3 separate regions of the Mus musculus genome follow, and regions 1 and 3 are each linked to region 2. The links are chromatin contacts, called in public HiChIP or PLAC-seq maps. All regions are on one chromosome and are shown on one strand. Each heading gives the region's core, a stretch centred on a gene start, on an enhancer-like site or on the middle of the called end of the contact. The rest is flanking DNA. Distances are from core to core; before and after follow the strand shown. Region 1 overlaps Rest (RE1-silencing transcription factor). Region 2 holds the start of Srp72 (signal recognition particle 72). Region 3 holds the start of Igfbp7 (insulin-like growth factor binding protein 7).

Evidence for each region. HiChIP or PLAC-seq counts read pairs in DNA pulled down with a chosen protein or histone mark.
Region 1: an H3K4me3 HiChIP or PLAC-seq map of embryonic stem cells shows a contact between it and region 2, with 6 times the contacts expected there. The contact joins the enhancer-like site here to the promoter of Srp72 in region 2. A contact is called at or near these places in 5 of 39 promoter capture datasets (the C10 cell line, cranial neural crest, liver and 2 more), 3 of 484 Hi-C or Micro-C datasets (CD8 T cells and embryonic stem cells), 11 of 115 datasets of contacts at active chromatin or transcription factors (the SCID.adh cell line, bone marrow-derived macrophages, embryonic hindbrain and 4 more) and 4 of 9 other capture datasets (adipose tissue, embryonic stem cells, liver and 1 more).
Region 3: a contact with region 2 is called in a FOXA1 HiChIP or PLAC-seq map of pancreatic cancer cells. The contact joins the promoter of Igfbp7 here to the promoter of Srp72 in region 2. A contact is called at or near these places in 1 of 39 promoter capture datasets (liver), 1 of 484 Hi-C or Micro-C datasets (uterus) and 1 of 115 datasets of contacts at active chromatin or transcription factors (pancreatic cancer cells).

What each region holds. Positions count from the first base shown.
Region 1 is chr5:77,280,590-77,283,419 of GRCm38.p6, reverse strand. Rest (RE1-silencing transcription factor) reads right to left here. Exons shown (of 4, transcript NM_011263.2): 4 at 1-2,717. The coding sequence ends at 436. Among named protein-coding and RNA genes, the nearest start is that of Mir5098, 9.2 kb to the right of the region's middle. Within about 2 kb of position 1,504, at least 22 of the 459 cell types and tissues checked have an H3K27ac peak or open chromatin away from gene starts, as enhancers often do. A contact at or near this core is called in embryonic stem cells, where this site is marked.
Region 2 is chr5:76,973,064-76,976,332 of GRCm38.p6, reverse strand. Srp72 (signal recognition particle 72) reads right to left here and starts at 1,632. Exons shown (of 19, transcript NM_025691.1): 1 at 1,501-1,632. The coding sequence starts at 1,609.
Region 3 is chr5:77,406,736-77,409,799 of GRCm38.p6, reverse strand. Igfbp7 (insulin-like growth factor binding protein 7) reads left to right here and starts at 1,755. Exons shown (of 5, transcript NM_008048.3): 1 at 1,755-2,260. The coding sequence starts at 1,786.

The DNA.
Region 1 (2,830 bases), core at 255-2,754, 310 kb before region 2:
CTCCAATTAAAATCTCTTTTTTTTCATCTCTAAAGAAACTGTAAAGTGCTAACTTAATTTATATAAAGCAGGCAAATTCTTCAAGTAATTTACTAAGCCAATTTTTATCGATCTAAACAAGTAACTAAAAATTAGGAACTACCGTGAAAAGAAAACCCAACAGGTTGTAGGCAGACAAGGCAAGTGGTGTGTTCCACCATCTTACCCTTCTCCTTGCACCTGCCTGCACGAGCTAGTTACATATCTGTCCTCTTACATTAACTCCCGAGGATTTGCTAAGATTTATGCAACAAACACTAAATAGATGTACAGTCCTAAGAAAAAGAATGTTACTGAAAACTCAGCCTTGGAGACTAATTAAAGCAAGCTTGCGTTTGTCTACAAATTAAAATTGCATGCTCACAAAGTCTGCACGGTGCTTCTGCCGAGGCTCAGCTACTCCTGCTCCTCCCGCTCCTCCTGCTCCTCCTGCTCCTCAGCTGCTTCTTCTAGGAAGTACACATTCACCAAGTGGCGATTGAGGTGTTTGCTATAATCTTTTTCCTTTCTAAAAGAACGATCACAGAAAATACACACAAACTCTCCCTCAGTCACTTTACCAGCCAACCCTGCCTTCCCATTTTTTGACGTAGCTTCTGGTGGTGTCGGCCGAGCCCCGTGCAGTCCTGAGTCGTCACTCCCCTCAGACATGTTGTCACTCAGGTCACTTCCATCATGGCTATGGATGCCTTCATCTTCATCAATTTCCTGAGACTCGTTTTCAGCCAACGTGATAGGAGGGGAGGCCACTACAGCTGGTGACCCTGCGTCACGGTCCACTGTTGGGGTAGGAGGGGACACTGGCTCTGCTGCGGAGTCTTTCATGGGGACAGTATCTGTCTTCTGCTCAGTGTCCACGTCACAAAGCCCAGAGGAGCCAGTCTGACACTTGCTGTGTGATGCTCCACCCTCTGGCATGGCTGAGTTTTGTTCAGAGGATGAAACACGGGCAGACTCCTTGAGAGCAGCCAACTCAGCTGGACTCTCTCCAGCTTCCTCTGGTCCTCCTTTCTTGAGAGGGAATACTATAGTTCCTTCCCCATCAGAGACCATTTCTTGGTCCTTGGGTGTCTCTTCCCTCGAGTTTCCCTTTGGCGATGGTGACGGTGGGGCTGGGGGGTCCTGGGCGCTCTTGTTTCCCTTCAGAAGCTTGCTGTCTCTAACAGGCACCAAGCCAACCCCCATGAGGACCTGCTCCTGCCGCGCCATCTCACTCAGCAGGCTCAGCTCCTTCTCTGCTCTGTCTTTCCGGAGAGATGATCTTTTGGTTGGCTTCACCCGAGGTGGCTCCGAGACAGGAGGGGGCTCCTCCTGAACCTGCGTAGGGGCCGTCTGAGCAACCTCAATCTGAGCGGGCTCCACGGGAGAAGGCAGCTCCTTCTGACAATCCTCCATAGGAGGTGGCTCGGCCTGAGGCAGCTCCTCGGGGCAGGGAGGCTCCATACTGGGAGGTGGTTCCTTCTGGGAAGGCTCCGTGGGAGAAGGTTCCATCTCGGCAAGCCCCGTGGGAGGGGCAGGCTCCGTGGGAGGGGCAGGCCCCGTGGGAGGGGCAGGCCCCGTGGGAGGGGCAGGCCCCCTTTGGGGAGGCTGGGGGTAAGTGGGTGCTTCTACCTGGGGAGGTTTCGCAGGCGATGGCTCCATTTGAGCAGGCTCCACCGGAGGTGGCCCTGTTAGGGAAACCTCCATCTGGGCGGGCTCTGACTTAGCAATATCCATGGGTGAAGGAAGCTCTGTCTGAGAAGATCCTGACCCGGTGACCTCTGCCTGAATGAGGGCAGGGTCTGGAGACACCCCCACTTGAGCCAATGCCCCAGAAGAAGGTTCTGTCTGCCCCATCCCCTTTGGAGCAAGTTTGCCACCTTTTTTACTTGTCTTTGTCTTGGGCGGCGTCTTCTTTGTGCCTTTCTTAAGGGAAGCGCTTTGCTTCTTGACCCCCGGCCTCTCCTCCGCTCGGCCGCCGCCCTTTGGCACGTTGGTACCGATTTTTGATTTGCACTCAGACTTCTTTTTCTTTTTTGTCACTGGTCCCTCGTTCACAGGCTCTTCGGAGGGATGGGCCTCAGCATCCTTCTTTCTTTTGTTTTTCTTGGCTTTACAGGGCTTTTCTGGATTGTTTCCTGTTTGTCCGTCTGTGTGTTTCACCTCTGCTGCTTTAGTCTCCGCCGCCACCGCTGACTTCCGAGTCCTGGTAGTTACCTGGACCACTGAGACACTGCTACCAGGCTTCTTCTCTTTTGAAGCATCTTTTCCCACAGCTTTTACAGGTTTCTCGTTCTTCTTCCCAGACACATCCCCCTTTGTTTTTGTTTGCTCATTCTCCATCTTCTCGTTGCTGACGGCGTTATTAAGCAGGTCAGCCTCTCTCTTTTTGGTTTTCTTTAGCTTCACTTTGGAGACATCCATTGTTTTGCTGGGACAGGTGGGATGCTTAGATTTGAAATGGTATTGTAGATTACACTTCTTAGAAGCCGCGTAGTCACACACGGGGCAGTTGAACTGCCGTGGGTTAACATGCAGCTCCACGTGCTTTTTGAAGTTGCTTCTATCTGCTGTTTTGTAGTCACAGTGCGGGCAATTAAGAGGTTTAGGCCCGTTGTGAACCTGTCTTGCATGTCGGGTCACTTCATGCTGATTAGAGGCCACATAATTGCACTGATCACATTTAAATGGCTTCTCACCTAAAGGTAAAGAAGAGAAGTCAGAGATAAAAGACACAAGTCAACATTAAAATATCCTTAGGAGCTATAAACGTAAAATAAGAACAAAGAGCATTTATTGGAATGACTTGATC
Region 2 (3,269 bases), core at 383-2,882:
AGACGAGAATCCAGCTTGCCTAACGAATGTGAGGCCCACAGTCTAATCTTCAGCACTGTAAAGCAAACAAAAAGTACAATGTAGGGCTGGAGAGATGGCTCAGTGGTTAAGAGCAACGACTGCTCTTCCGAAGGTCCTGAGTTCAAATCCCAGCAACCACATGGTGGCTCACAACCACTCGTAATGAGATCTGATGCCCTCTTCTGGTGCATCTGAAGTCAGCTACAGTGTACTTAGATATAATAATAAATAAATCTTTTGTTAAAAAAAAAGTACAATGTAGACATGATTTATCTTTAGAGTGTTCTAAAGAAATATTCAAAATTTCCCTTTCCCATAAAGAGATCAAAGGGAAATACAAAGAACTCAGGCGGCCACGGCTCTATGCCAACAGCGTGTCAAGTGTCAAAATGACTAGGACCATGGTTCCCCTCGCTCCTAGTCAACCACAGGAATCCAATTCTCACTTTACGAGTCGTCGAAGGGACTTCTAGAAATTAATAGACAGGGCTGAAGGGACAGTCTTGGCTGATCAAAGAAGTGCTACAGAGTTTTATACCGATACTAAATATTGGTTGTAGGCCCACTGAAGGGCTAAAGTGAATTCAAGTAAGTTTGGCAATCATCAATTCTAATTAGTAGCTGTCTTCCTTAATGCACTGTGGCCACTGTCACTACTTTTATAGGAACTCAGGAACCCGAAGGTTTAAAGTGTATATTACTGTGATAGCCTTTATGTAACTGGGGCTTTGTACAGCTGAAGGGTTTCATAGTTACATCACCAAACCTGACACACACAGGTGTATCTACTGTACAAAATATAGCACGGCCATATTACAGGCACATAGTGATGAATAACAACTTATGGAATCTCATACTGAAGGCAACTAAAATTTGAAATTATAACTTATGGGGGCTAAAAATGCAGGTTAGTTTCCTTACGTTATTTTAAATGTTGGGACGCTCACTCACTCACTCTCTGGCTAAACACTACGGGGAAGACTTTGTGCGTGGAAATGAATAACGACTTGATATTCACACCTTTCCAATCTGCAACGCTTCCACCTTGTCTGCAACAGAGCGGATGCTACGTGTCCAGACAGGTTTCCTTCCCCGGCCCCAGCCCCAGTCAACAAGTTTCCTCCATGACACTGTCCTGATCCCTTCACTCAAGATGAACGAAGAAAAGTCAATCTGACATCTTTGCAAAATCCCGCCGCGGAGACGACACGAAAAACATTTTGGGAAGCGGTTCCGGACGCCATGGTCTCTTTAAGTCCCCCCTCCCCCTCGCGCCCGGTCTCGCGGGGACAGAGGGAAGTACACGTGGCCTTAAGCGACCGAGCTCGGGCCGCCGGTGGCCGTGGGACAGCGACCCGCCCCCGGGCTTGGGGCCGAGCCTGAGGACGCAGCGATCCCCCTCCGCGCTGTGCCGAGGGGTCGCACGCTCGACCCAGGAGATGTCCTCCTCCCGACAACCCGGGCCGCCGGGACACTTACTCTTGTTGACAGTCTTGAGGGCACGCGTGAAGTCGCTGTTCTGCCCATAACGGTTCACCTCACTCCACAGCGCAGGGACTGACACCCCACCACTGCCGCCGCTCGCCATCTTGGAGGAGGTGGGGGTGAGGTGGGGGAGGGGGGTGGGAGGAGCAGGGCGACCTCTGCCCCGGAAGAGGATCTCGAAGTTGGCTCGGCGAAGGAGGAAGTTGATGGTTGCTAGGCGGCCGGGAGTCGCGAGCTGGTCTGTCCCAGAGCTAGCGTCAGAAATCGGTTTTTAATTTTTTCTGTCTTGCGGCAAGACATTTGTTTGCCTGACGCCCTTACTCCTAATCCAAAGGTGACTGGAGGTAGGAGGGGTCAGATTCAGAAGGCGCTCGCCGAAACTGTTAGCCCCAAGCCGCCGGCATTCTGGGGAGACCCCTGTGCTCCGACTGTGGCCGGGCGACAGTCTTTGGGAGAGAAAACTCCCGGTTCTTCGGGTGGTAGGAGGGGTACCTAATTTAAGGAACCGTAGAGAGGCTCTTGAAGGCGGCAGGTAGAGCCACAGCTGCTCATGGGTGCTTCGGGATTGCCATTTTAGGACACGAGCGGTGATTAGAACCTGGGACTAAATCTAGAAGTGAAGATAGGTCTGGGACTGACAAAAATACAGTGAACGGCACTGTTTAACCTCCCTTTGAGATCTAGTTTCAGGAGCAGTGTGGGCTGGAAGCCCGAGGAGATGAGAAGGACCAGGTTCTGAGGTGAGTATATTGACTTAGGTAGATGTCATACAATAAACTACGTCCTGGAGGCCTTCCTTAATGTACTTTAAGGAAACCTGTTCTTGCAGCCTAGCCAGTACACATTCTGCTTCCAAGGCTCGACTTCCTTGTGGAGAAGACCCGTGCATACTATGTAAGTGGTCTTAGCATTCAGCTACACCCTCTACAAGATTACACCATCTACAAGGCTCTCTATTCCTGAGTATTGATCCTTAAGTCCCCTCTCTTTGAACGACCTATAGTCCTAAGACCAGAGACCTTATTTACTTTGCTTACTACCTGGGAGACCTGAACCAAACCTTCCTTCACTTCCCCTAGACTCAACCTAATGTTCTCTTAATGTTGCTACTTAGGTTTTAAACCACCTATCTACTTCCTGTTTCTTGCCTGAGTCAAGTGCTGAAACGCTAGCTGATTGTCATATGTGTGGTCAGTATGATACATCAGACTGAACTTAAAAGAGTTTCTTTTGGGTCATGATTTCATAGATTTCAGCCACAGTAGGTTGGCTTTGTTGCTTTGGAACCTCAGTGAGGTGCTTCATCATGATGGAAATCATGTCGTAGTGGCCCTAAGCCGCTCACCTAATGGTTACTGGGAAGGAAGAAGCTGGAGAAGCCACAGACAAAATGTCAAGTTTTTAAAAAGTACACTCACGCTAGGCACCATCTCCTACAGCTGTGACCCCGCCAGGGGGGTTACAAATTAGATATTTAAATTACTATTCATAGCAATAGCAAATTTAGTTATGAAAGTAGCAACAAAATAATTCTATGGTGGTGGCTGTGGGGTCACCACAACATGAAGAACTGTATTAATGGGTCATGGCATTAGGAAGGTTGAGAACCACTGGCCTAGACGTTCCACCACCTTTAAACAGTGCCAAAGGAGCCTTGACAAAACACCCAAGACCCCAACTATAGTGTATTTCCCAGCTGCTGAACATGCAGTCGTCTATTAAATCACCCAGTGCTGTGTCCCCATCTTTGGGAATTTGCACTT
Region 3 (3,064 bases), core at 506-3,005, 430 kb before region 2:
CTCCCCAGCCGGGCGGGCACCTGTCCTCCGGTCCGGACGGTGGCTGGCTGTCCCCGGCCCACAAAGGGTGCTGCCTCAGCGCCTCTGTGCTTCCGCCTGTTCCAGAAGCTGTCAGGTTCTCTGGCGCACCCTCTCACCTGTTCAGACTAATTTCCTGAATGTTTTGTTCTTTTAACATAGTCCCTAAGACTAGTGTTTCTGTGGACTCCAGTGAGCTCTGTCTCAAGCTCTTCCTTCTGGGATCAGAGATCCTGATCCCTGCTAACTGCTATCTGTGTGTCTTGCACATGCCCGACTGGCCAGGAAGAAAGACGCTGCAACAGGATCCTTCTGCACATGTTTATTGGGAGAGCTTGATTGCAGAGGCGAAGTGACCCCAAGCCCAGAACTGGTGCTGCTTATATAGGCCTAGGAGAGGAGTCTCTCTCATCTGATTGGTTAACTTGTCTTTCATCTGATTGGTTAACTTGTCTCTCATCTGATTGGTTAACTTGTCTCTCATCTGATTGGTTAACTTGTCTCTCATCTGATTGGTTAACTTTGGTTAATTCTCAAAACCTCGTCTTGGCAAAAGAACCTTTACTGCCTATGTATGTGTGGTGGCCAGCAGTAGCCAACTGCCACTCTGCAACTGCCACTCTGTAACTGCCACTCTGCAACGGCTTCCCACATGTGTGAGCACTAAACTGCTAAATATCCTAAAGAAACAGGACACAAGACCAGTGTCCCCGCAGGTCCAATAGTAGCCTTCCTCTAAATGGTCTTCTCTGTGTGTTTTAAATACTAACCCAGGCCAGTGGTTTGGGAACCAGTTTGATAAGCAGAATTCAAGCCCTAGGACCCACATAGTAGACAGAGAAAATCAGCTGCCCCACAGCTGATTTTCTCTAACCTCCACATATTTGGCACGAGGACCCACAAACATACATACTCACTCACAAACACAAAATAAAAATGCTTTTAAAAAAAAATGGCTTAGCAGTTAAGGGAGCACTGGCTTCACATCCAAGACCTGAGTTCGATTCCTAGCACACACAAGGTGTCTAACAACTGTCTATAACTCCAGTAACGGGGTATCAGGTCTTCTACCCTACCACCACCACCCCGGAGGCACCAGGCACACACATAATGTACACATACATGCAGCCAAAACATCCATACACATAAAATAAAAGCAAATAAGTCTAGAACCATAACTTTTAAAAAGAATTTTAAACGACTCAGCATCAGATAGCTTGGGTGATACGAGAGAAGAGCAAGATTATGAAGTTCCAAAAAGAAGAACATGACATCGAAAACCAGCCCTGTAGCCAAAGAGGACACAAACGCTACTCCCTTCGTAGTCTGTCCTTAAAAGAGTAACCACAAAGCACTCAGGTTTCCCAGACCCACGAGAATTTAATGAAGTAAACAGTGCATTTTCATAAAGTCCTAGTTGTTTAAAAAAAAAAAGTTTAAAAAAAAATAGCTGGATCTGGAAAATGAGCAGGAAAGGACGCGGGAGGCTCGTTCCCTCCAGTGCTGCAGAGTGAGGACAGGGGCAGGGGGCTGAGCAGGAGCCGGTCAGCACGCATGGTGGACGTGGGACGAGCTCTCCAGGGCAGCGAGGATGCCCACGACGGCGACGGCGGGAGGCCGGATCCCGGGCGGGCGAAGCGGGGCGGGCAGCGGGCTGACTCTCCGCCCCGGGGAGGGCTCCCACGGAGCACCGGGCGGGGCAGCGGCTTTAAGGGTTGGCCTCCGGGACCCGGACTGCTCACTCGCGCGCTCGCATCCAGCCACCTTATGATGGAGCGGCCGCCGCGCGCCCTGCTGCTGGGTGCAGCCGGACTGCTGCTCCTGCTCCTGCCCCTCTCCTCTTCCTCCTCTTCGGATGCCTGCGGCCCGTGCGTGCCGGCCTCCTGCCCCGCGCTGCCCCGGCTCGGCTGCCCGCTGGGTGAGACCCGCGACGCGTGCGGGTGCTGCCCGGTGTGTGCTCGCGGCGAGGGTGAGCCGTGCGGGGGCGGCGCGGCCGGCAGGGGGCACTGCGCGCCGGGCATGGAGTGCGTGAAGAGCCGCAAGAGGCGGAAGGGTAAAGCCGGGGCAGCAGCCGGCGGTCCCGCGACCCTCGCCGTGTGCGTGTGCAAGAGCCGCTACCCGGTGTGCGGCAGCAACGGCATCACCTACCCCAGCGGCTGCCAGCTGCGCGCTGCCAGCCTGCGCGCCGAGAGCCGCGGGGAGAAGGCCATCACCCAGGTCAGCAAGGGCACCTGCGAGCAAGGTGGGCACCAGCGCCTTCCCCGCCCACTCCTTCCTCCTCCCCCGCCGCCGCAGAGCATTCCTGGAGACCCGCGGGAGGGAGGAGTTGATGGCTAACCCGGTGTCCCGAGCCAGGAGAAACGCCTCCCTGGTTCTCTTGGCATGGTTTTATTTGGAGTTGCCTGTGTGCGCCAAGAAAGTGAGAAATCGCAGTAACGGGTGTAAATATAGAAAAGATTTTCCGAGACTCCGAGGCACAGTTTACCCAACTAGCCTGCAGGGCAAGTTTCAAACGCCTCCACACTCTTAAAAACCTTTCTCGTCGTTCTTTCTTTCTTTTGGGTGTGTACAGAAAGATGGGTAGACAGGGTTAGCAGAAAAATGCAAAGGAAAGATGTTCAGAAAGTCGATTTACTAACAAGATAATTCTTTAAGTTGAAGTTCATATTAATATTCAAGTACTGGCGTTTCCAATTCTCAAGCGGTAACCTAGCTAGAACATTATACTTGAGGGTTAAAAGAAACACAAACGCTTTGATGTTGTGAATCCTCTGACCATGTTGTTTTTCTTCTCGGGCCTTGGTTATGTTTTTTCATAATTTGTCCACAGGATGCAAGGTTCCGCTGGAATGGCTTTGACATTGGGTTTGTCTATTGTATCCCATACTAATCCAAACTTGCACAAATGAAGTTGGAAAAAAGTCTGAGGTTGGGGGGAAGAAAGAAATCAGAAACTTTAACTCCTAGTGCCTGAAATAACATTTTCCATGAGCAGTCGTTTCGAGGGAAAGTTAGAGTCCTGCTCTGGCAGCTGCTGCCCCGGCTT